Regions from separate parts of the Zea mays genome. Here all the other regions are linked to region 1. A link is a contact called in public Hi-C data. All regions are on one chromosome and are shown on one strand. The core of a region is the stretch at or near the end of the contact, and the rest is flanking DNA. Distances in the headings are between cores, read along the strand shown.

What was found. Hi-C and Micro-C count contacts between places; a contact is called where the count stands out from the background.
Region 2: a Hi-C map of leaf mesophyll shows a contact between it and region 1, with 3 times the contacts expected there. The contact joins the promoter of LOC100275547 here to the promoter of LOC103643314 in region 1. A contact is called at or near these places in 5 of 25 Hi-C or Micro-C datasets (ear, endosperm, leaf and 2 more).
Region 3: a Hi-C map of ear shows a contact between it and region 1, with 2.4 times the contacts expected there. The contact joins the promoter of LOC103643317 here to the promoter of LOC103643314 in region 1. A contact is called at or near these places in 5 of 25 Hi-C or Micro-C datasets (ear, endosperm, leaf and 1 more).

The regions. Positions count from the first base shown.
Region 1 is chr1:221,747,070-221,749,951 of Zm-B73-REFERENCE-NAM-5.0, forward strand. It overlaps LOC103643314 (ABC transporter A family member 2), which reads right to left and starts at 1,439. Exons shown (of 16, transcript XM_008666467.3): 1 at 927-1,439. The coding sequence starts at 1,295.
Region 2 is chr1:221,582,629-221,585,510 of Zm-B73-REFERENCE-NAM-5.0, forward strand. It overlaps LOC100275547, which reads right to left and starts at 1,523. Exons shown (of 5, transcript NM_001149603.2): 1 at 1,002-1,523; 2 at 508-545; 3 at 54-321. The coding sequence starts at 1,310.
Region 3 is chr1:221,916,981-221,919,862 of Zm-B73-REFERENCE-NAM-5.0, forward strand. LOC103643317 (aminopeptidase M1-B) reads left to right here and starts at 1,403. Exons shown (of 19, transcript XM_020546704.2): 1 at 1,403-1,827; 2 at 1,905-2,050. The coding sequence starts at 1,618.

The DNA.
Region 1 (2,882 bases), core at 189-2,688:
AGTTTCCGAGCTCACGTAATATGCAACAAAATAGGCATCTTTTTTAACCTTCCATTTGGAAAACCGGCGGATTCTACCACCTAAATTCTGAAGGGAGTGCCCACGGCTAGCATAAAAAAAGTAAGATGGAACCAAATCATCACATACTAAAATTGTGAGCATCAAGCCTTATGATGATTCAAGTTAACCATGAAGCTGTCCAAGCCACTAAGCTCCAAAATGTTTATAAAGTTAAAATGAGGTAAAACAACTCGTGACAGTGGACAAGATTTAGGCCTCGTTTGGCAGAGCTCTGCTCCATGATTCTCTAGCTTTGAGAGTTAATTATTCAATAGAGTGATTCTAAATGATTTTCAAGTAGAAGTGAATATATTTGACGAAAATTATTTAGCAAATTATGAGTGAACTGATTCCTGAGGGGTTAGAGATGTTAGGAGTAGAGGAAAGCAGGGTTTTTTTTAGCTCCCACCTTAGTACAAAATGAATACTAGTGCACTATGGAGTTTTCTAGAAGTGATTCTCGCTAAGAGAAGAGCTGCCCCCTTAATACATTTAAGTTGAATTAAATTTATTTTACAATTCCAAAACCAAGAGGCTCATGCCGATGTATAGCTTAGCTTCCACCGTCCCAGCAACCAATTCCGTATGTCAAACAGGAAATTATCGCGCGGTTTTCTTTCTCGTCGAGAAAAAAAATTCTCATGAGCTTAAATCCGACCATTCCCCACCCAGAATCCAGATTCTTGATCTCAAAAAATAAAAAGAGAGAAAATCCAAAATCCCCACGCGAGACAGGTAAACCAACTCCGCAGGCGAACATCGCACACAAACAAAAATTCCCCCACAAGGATGCACTTATTATTAATAAAATCCAATCTCGCCCAACCCAGACCCACAACTGATGGGGGATCGGAAGGAATCGGGACCTTTTCGGGTGCTATGGGTCGGCCGGGGTTGTTCCTCCGGATGGCGTCGACGAGGCCCCTGATGCGGGCGCTCCCGCCGTCGCTCCAGAGGAAGTCGTAGCATGGGGACTTGATGAAGAACTTGTCCTCGCAGGGCGGGATCGGCGGCGCGACGAGCGCCTCCGGGTCGGGCACGTTGCGGTAGGCGGTGGTACTGGAGAACCTGGAGCGGACGGCGCGGTCGATGCAGAAGATGAGGAAGATGAATACGAGCGAGGAGAAGAGCTGCAGCGCCGCCGAGCGGCGGTTGCGCCAGGTGAGCGTGGCGTTCTTGCGGAGCAGCGCGCGGTACTGCTGCCACGCCAGCGCGCCGCCGCTCAGGAGCTCCATCGGGCCCGGACCGGATCGGTCGTGAGCCCGGGCCGCGGACTACGGGGGGAGTTTCTTGGCTTGGATAGCGCGCGCTCTCTCTCTCTCCGGTCGTGGAGCTTACGGGAGGAATATGAGGTTTGAGTATTTATAAGGGATGCGTTTGAAAACAGACAGTCAGGAGGAAGACGCGGTTTAGTGGGGCCCTCGTGTCTGCCTGCAGGCTGCAGCACATCGTTCTTGCAGCCGGTTCAGAGAGCAGCTTCCTTCTCCTTCCATTTTTAATATTTTTCAATACTTGTAACTGCAGCTCATCAGACTTTGTGGCTGTCTGCACCCACAGGCCACAGCTGCAGAAATCCTGTGTTGGGTGGCTGCTGCAGCGCAGCACCACGGTTTCCACCGTTATATCTTGTCATTCTTCCTTTTCTACTGTATTAAACGCATCAATTTTCTGGGTTCCCATGGTCCTTGTGACCACCCATATTTAAATAATAAAAATATTAAAAGTATACACAAATAAAGATTTAAATCATGGTTGTTAGCTTTGAACCCACCTTTGCATACATCACATGTCTGTTTGTGTTTTACATTCTATACCATAAAGTAAATGAGACAAGTGACACATCGATTTTTATCGTGTGGTTTAGTCAAAGTCTCCAGGTTGTGGTGTCCTCCTTTGAACAAGGGTTGCAATCAACCCCTCTCAAGTGATCAAATAGATCAAACTTGTGTGCCACGGTTCTTCCTTATATCAAGTATTCTTGTTTGTGGACAATCTCCACAACTTGGAGTCTTTCACAGTCTTACAAAAATTAAAGTCACACCTTAAAGTAACCGAGGGAGATAGAATATGCACATAAGAGCAAATCACAACAACACGCACCAGAAACACGAAGACAAGAGCGCAAGAACAAGAGTTCACAAAAATAGCACAAAATTAGCGTTCAGATCTCACTAAAAACACTTGAGGGCGTGGTCACAGAGTTTCAGAGTGTTGGTATACTCTTGAGATGCTTGAGTACTGCTTGGAGGCGCCTATGGGTCCTTTTATAGCCCCAAGGGGCTAAGAGCCATTACCCCTTCCAAATTGAAGTTGTAAAACTTCCCTATATGCGGGTGCACTGGACCATCCACAGTAACGGTCAACATATCTTCTGATTAGCTCCTTTCCTTAGTTGGGTGGCACCAAACCGGTCCGGTGTGCCATCGGACCGTCGGGTGACGTCAGCTAGGTGTTGGCGCCAGAACCCCATTGGAGAGAGCCATTGGAGAAGCGGTCTGGTGCACAACAGACCGAGTACTGTTAGCGGTCCGGTGATTTCTAAAGAAAAATACCGAGACCGATACGTATGGCTGGGTTGCACGGACTTGGTCCGGTGCACCACCGGACCGTCCAGTGTAGCCTAGACCACAGCAAGCTGAGCTCTTTTGAGCCAAACTTCTCCAAACTTTTTCGACTTTCCTTGGTAGCTTCCCTATGACTTAGACAAACATAGTTAGCACTTATGCCAATTGACTAAGTGCAGGAAACATACTTTTTTTCATAGTTTCACCAGAGTTTTCAATGTGACTCGTTTCAAGTCCAAAACGCACTTTTCTTGCAGA
Region 2 (2,882 bases), core at 273-2,772, 160 kb before region 1:
CCAAACATTTCAAAAAGCAAAAGACTAATGACATGACTAAATGAAATAATTACCTGAAGCTGTTTGAATGTTTCATAGTCAAGGTCAGCATGTTGCCATTTCTCATTGCCATAATCAAGACAGTCTAACTGATAATCCAACGAAAGGACCCGAGCCATTTGTTTCTGTATGAAACCAATAATACTAAATCCTCTGCGTGAAGATTTCATCTTCTTAGCAGCCATTGGACCTTTCGGATTGCTCAAATTCTCCCGAGTTGTAACCATTTCATACAGGACACAATCGTAATCTTCAAGCTCTCGCTGCAGTCTATCAAAGTATCTGAAGAAAAAAACTGAAGATCTCAGCTAATTCTCTATAGTAATAGTAGCTATAAACATTCATGAATGGCAGGACATTTGAACAAGGGAATGATGATAATTCACAGGGAATGCACATCAACATGACAGCAAAACTTAATGCGAGAAAACAATACTTTAACATGAAACAGAGGAAACGCGTACATACTCTTTGTCTGCAATGTGGACTGTAGAAACCAAATCAACCTGCAGCATAACAGGAGTTGACAATTGAATAAAAGCTAGAGAAATTTCATTAGAAAGTTCTAGGACATTGACTCAACACTGTTTTGCACCTATTGGGTTCTTCTATCAGCTAAGTGGCAATCAAAAAACTTATGAAAGTGCTAAAACTTCCAGAGCGAAGTGGGCATCAGAGTGTTGCTAATGCGAAGCCCACAAAATCCAGGCATTGAAGTGGTAACAGCATTTAAGCCAGTCTCCCTATTTATTGTTAAAGGATAACATTAACGCGGGAAATTCCTCACTATGACTACTAATTCTGCAGGGAAGTTGAGAGGACCAATTAAACGGCGGGGATTAACATCCATTTTGTGCATTTTTTTTATACAAACATTTTTGTGCAATTCTCGCTAGCACATCGGATTTGAGTGTCGAAGGAAGCAGGCGAGCGACACACGCACAAGGAGCCGGCAGACTCACGTGGAGGAAGGGGTGGAGAAGCGACCACGGGAACCGCTTCTTGAAGCGCACCACCGCCGTCTGCAGCTCCCCGCCTGGCAGCCCGCCTCCGCCTGCCCCTCCGGCACAGCCAAGCTCGGGGCGGCGGTAGCGGAGGTAGTCGGTGATGGAGCTGCTGGTAGCGAACCTCTCCACCTCTCCGTCCCCCACCCCGGACGTGGCGGCTGCGGCGACGGACCGCAGCCAGGGGGCGCGGCGCCGGCGGCGAGCGCGGGAGGAGAGGAAAGCGGCGGCGAACGAGGTGGAGGGCACCGAAGCCGTCGAGAGCATCGCCGTCGGCGGTTAGGGTTTTGGAGAAGACAGGGAGCGAGAGAGTTGAAGCGGCAGTGGGTGGAGGGGGCGACCGGGCGAGCGACGAGCGTGGCGGATTGCTGGATGCTGCCTCGCCTCGGCCTTCCCCTAATCCCCTGTCTCTCCGTCCAGGAAGATAACCGAGACGTAGGCCCACCGAGGTTGTTTGGTTGGCTGGCGCGAGGCCACGACCTCTTGAACGCCTAGGAAACGTTTCCGCTCGGCAGCGTGGCAGTCTATAAATCAGTAGTGTAGTGCACCGATTTTACTGCGTTATAAACACTGTTATATCATATACGACGTGAATAAGACCCTGTTTGGTCCTTGTCTAACAATTATATTACCGGTTGAAAATTAACAACGATAAGATGATTAATACTTGAGACAATCTTCAGCTATATATCTTTTTGATAGATTAATAATTCATATGTATTCAGAGAACCAGCCAACGTAGATACAGGCAGACTAGACTCCTTCAGTAGACAACTGATTTATAGAAACAGTTTCCGGTATATCGGGGAGATGATTGTCTGATTAGGATAATCTAACCATGGACATGCACGCACCCAGGATTAGTGGCATGCAAGCCTTACACCAAAAAAAAGGATCAATCTACGTATGCAGCAATAGTGGCATGCAAGCCCACTTAATCTAAATATAGTCTAGCCTGCCTATATTTGGGCACAGAAAAGCAGCTTATCTGAGAAGCTGGTGAAAAACAACTTCTGCTTGTTGGCTGCTTTTAGTTCATTATGAGAAGCAGCTAAACTAATAAGTTGCTGGAGAAGCTGCTTGTTTAGCACAACTTCTGCTTAAATCTACGAAGAACTTGAAAATAAGCTGTGCCAAATCTACGTTGGCTGGTTCTTATAATACATATGGATTAGTTGGCTGGTTCTCAGAATACATATGGATTATTAATCTTTCATGGTACCAGAGGGTTCGTTCCGAACCAACTTCCACATTTTCTAGCCACGCTACCTCGCCACCTCGTTGCCATGGCCGACGATGATGTTGTTGTCGCCGCTCGTCGTGCCTTGGAGCAGCGTGTTGCTGCCTTTACTGCTGAAGAACATCGTGAGGCTGCTCGCCAAGAAGCTGCACACCTAGAGGCTACGCGCGTTGAGGCCGAGCGCCGGGAGGCTGCACGCTTGGAGCAGGAAAGACGTAACGCCGATGCCCATGCGCTAGTCGTCGCCGGTGAGGTTGCCGTGGCTACTGCCGCACTTCATGCTCAAGTCGCGGCGATCCTCAACGCCAAGTCTCTCGTCCCCATCGTCCTCGACTTCACGTCGACCCACTACAACCGATGGCGTGGTCTCTTCCTCAACACTCTTGAGCGCTATGCGCTCGTTGACCATGTGCTTTCCGACAACGATCACTCCAACGACACCATGTGGAAGCGCATGGACTGCACCTGTAACACCCCAGGTGTTTATTTCTCGTCCGACAACGAGTATGAATTTAAGCACAGGATATCAATGAATATAAAGGTCGCTAAGTTCTAATCATTTTTGTCCATGAATCTATACTACCCAAAAAATTTCGCGA
Region 3 (2,882 bases), core at 153-2,652, 170 kb after region 1:
ACTATGTCGGGGGGCTGCAGCTCTAGCCCAGGCACGGCACACCAACCTGTTGACCATGCCGGGTCAGCCCGTTAGTCTGTCAGGCCATTTGGTTAAATCAGCGTAAAATAATGTTAAAAAACAGTGTAGGAGGTGAGGTTTGAAGCCACACCCTGATGGAAGAAGGACGAAAGACACTGAGTGAAGCCATCTAACCAGTAGAATATCATGCTTAAGTGTTTTCAATATTGAATATAAATAGTACATATATATACACGATTTTTTTGTAAAATAAAAAAATAATCGTGTCGGGCCAGACCAGCACTACGGGTCGAGGCTATGACCCAAGCACCGCACGGCGCTCGTGCTGGGCTGGTCTAGACACTATAAATGGTCCGTGCCTGGGGCCGACTCGCCAGACACAACCCATTTAGCCATCTATACATCCGCACGATAATGATGACCCTCGTCTAAGTTGTCGCCACCTTGTTCCACATCCTGTTTTTTCTTTTCTCCCCTCATGCCTCCGCCTCAGCGCCACCCCATTCTCGGCAGAGGACGTGGGAGCGGGCACTTCCTCCCCATATTCGTCCAACAGCAATCCCAACGCCGATCCGCGCAGTGGCTATTGCACGTACACGAGAACGTTTCACATCATGCGCGCACCATCGTTTTTGCCATCGTTGGATGTCCCGTTCGTTTTTTCGGCCTTCGCCCTGTTCTTCCTCCCCAATCTGCTGCCCCCGCCCACAGTCGCAGCCGCGATACGACCGACGCTCGTCGACGCGGGTACGGGGCAAGTCGGTCTTGCTCCTGACCTTTCTCCATGCGTGCCACCGAGGAGGACACGATGTTGCTGCCATGTTTATGTTATCTTGGCGATGAGGAGTTTATGTTTGAGATATTGGACAACCAGGGGCCGTAGTGCAACAACAATCGACATATGCTACAGAGTTGGTGGTGGTGTTGTATCGTCTCGACGGGTCCAGGACTGGAAAGGCACTCACCCTTCTCGGACTGACGCCTAGTGCGGGTGCCTCTCGGTTTGGAGCTGCTCCGGCTGGGCTTCTTTCTCCGCCTGTGTGCTCTCTCTATATGTATCTAGCAGTATACTATCTATGTCGCCTCCAGATGCTCAGGTCTTCGTCGTGTCCTTCTCCAGCAACGAACGGGTACGCCCACCTCTTTCCTTCACTTCTTGCTCTACGAAATCTTGGAAGTGGGGGAGGCGAGAGATGTGGTCCCTAATTTGCTGCCTATGGTACCCGTGCATTCAAAAAAATATTATAAGAGAGTAGAGATAATCAATAATTTTTTTAGATCTTTTTGTTAATAATTTACATAGATATTATTGTGAGTGGTCGACGGACAACCGAACTAGTAAAATATTAAATTTATCTTAACTATCCGATAACTGTTCCCTAACCCAAGAAGAAACAGGCCGACAAAGCGTGTCGAGGAAGCTAACCCAAGCTGTGTCCATTCCGGTAACAAATCGAGTCACAGTTGGTCTGCTCCCTACCGTCGCCGTTTCCGCACTTTCCTCGTCACACAAGTCCACCTCCACCGCCGCACGCCGCCGCTCCTCCGCATCCGCGACCGCGACCTCGAGGTCGCCCTCCCTCCGCGCCAGCTGCAATGGCGGCCTCGCCGGACCAATTCCGGGGGCATGCGCGCCTCCCGCACTTCGCGGCCCCGCTCCGCTACGACCTCCGCCTCCGCCCGGACCTCGCCGCGTGCACCTTCACGGGCGCCGCGGCCATCGCCGTTGTCGTGTCCGCGCCCACCCGCTTCCTCGTCCTCAACGCTGCCGAGCTGGATGTCGATCGCGCCTCCATCCGTTTCCAGGTGTGCATTCGCGGCCCCCATCTTTCGATCGAGGCCCTTCTCATCTTACTGACTATATTTTTTTTGTGTTATTGCAGGATTTGGCGCCGACAGATGTGGCTCAGTTCGATGAGGATGAGATCATGGTCATCAGCTTCGACCGGGAGCTGCCCTTCGGAGAGGGCGTGCTCACCATGGACTTCACCGGCACGCTCAACGATCAGATGAGGGGATTTTACAGGAGGTACGCTTCCTCTTACTGTACTAGTTTGTTGTGCATGCCATACTCCAATTATTCCTAGTTGTTAGGTATGTACTCTAGGCTGTTAGTTTCAGTGGCGACAAATTCGTGTTTGGGACCAACCAATACAGTATTTACAGTTGCCTCACTAGCAGGCCAATTGTGTACACCAGGGACATCTGGATACATTCTTGTTGCCATGCATATTACGTGAAAAGTGTGAGGTAGTTACACAGCGGTGACAGATATCTTAGAATCTGTAGTGTCACAGTCTTGCAAAAGGGCCTCTAGCTGAGTTGGTTAGGTGGTCTGAGTAATACTTCTCATGTCCTAGGTTTAACTCCCAGTGGGAGCGAAAACTGAGGTTAAAAAAATCACTCGCTGGTTCCCTTGTGTAAGGGACTATGGTGAACCGACCTATGGTGGGCGGGCCCTCGTGTAAGGGACTGGTTGTGTGGGTTAGCCTCAAAGCGCGGGTTAAGGCCCAAATCATAGGAGGCAGCATCCCCATGTATGAGGGAGCCATCTTTTATAGTTTTTCTTGGCCGGGCTCCGATTGAGCTCTTCTTAGTGAAATACCATGGAAGCGGTCTTTCCCCGGCCGAGTTGTTTTTTTAGTGTCACAGTCTTGATCTGACATCTGATCATGATTCTACTAACAGCCTGATTGGCTGTCTTTGCTGCACAGCTGCAGCTGCCGGCTGCTACTGCCTGTTATGTGTTTTGTGCACAAATTACCGTAGCTGCTCTGACGGAAGGCTGCAAGCAGCAGTTCTGTCACTGCTGCAACTATCACAGTCACAGCCGATCAGAGCCTAATTCTGTGTCAACTTGA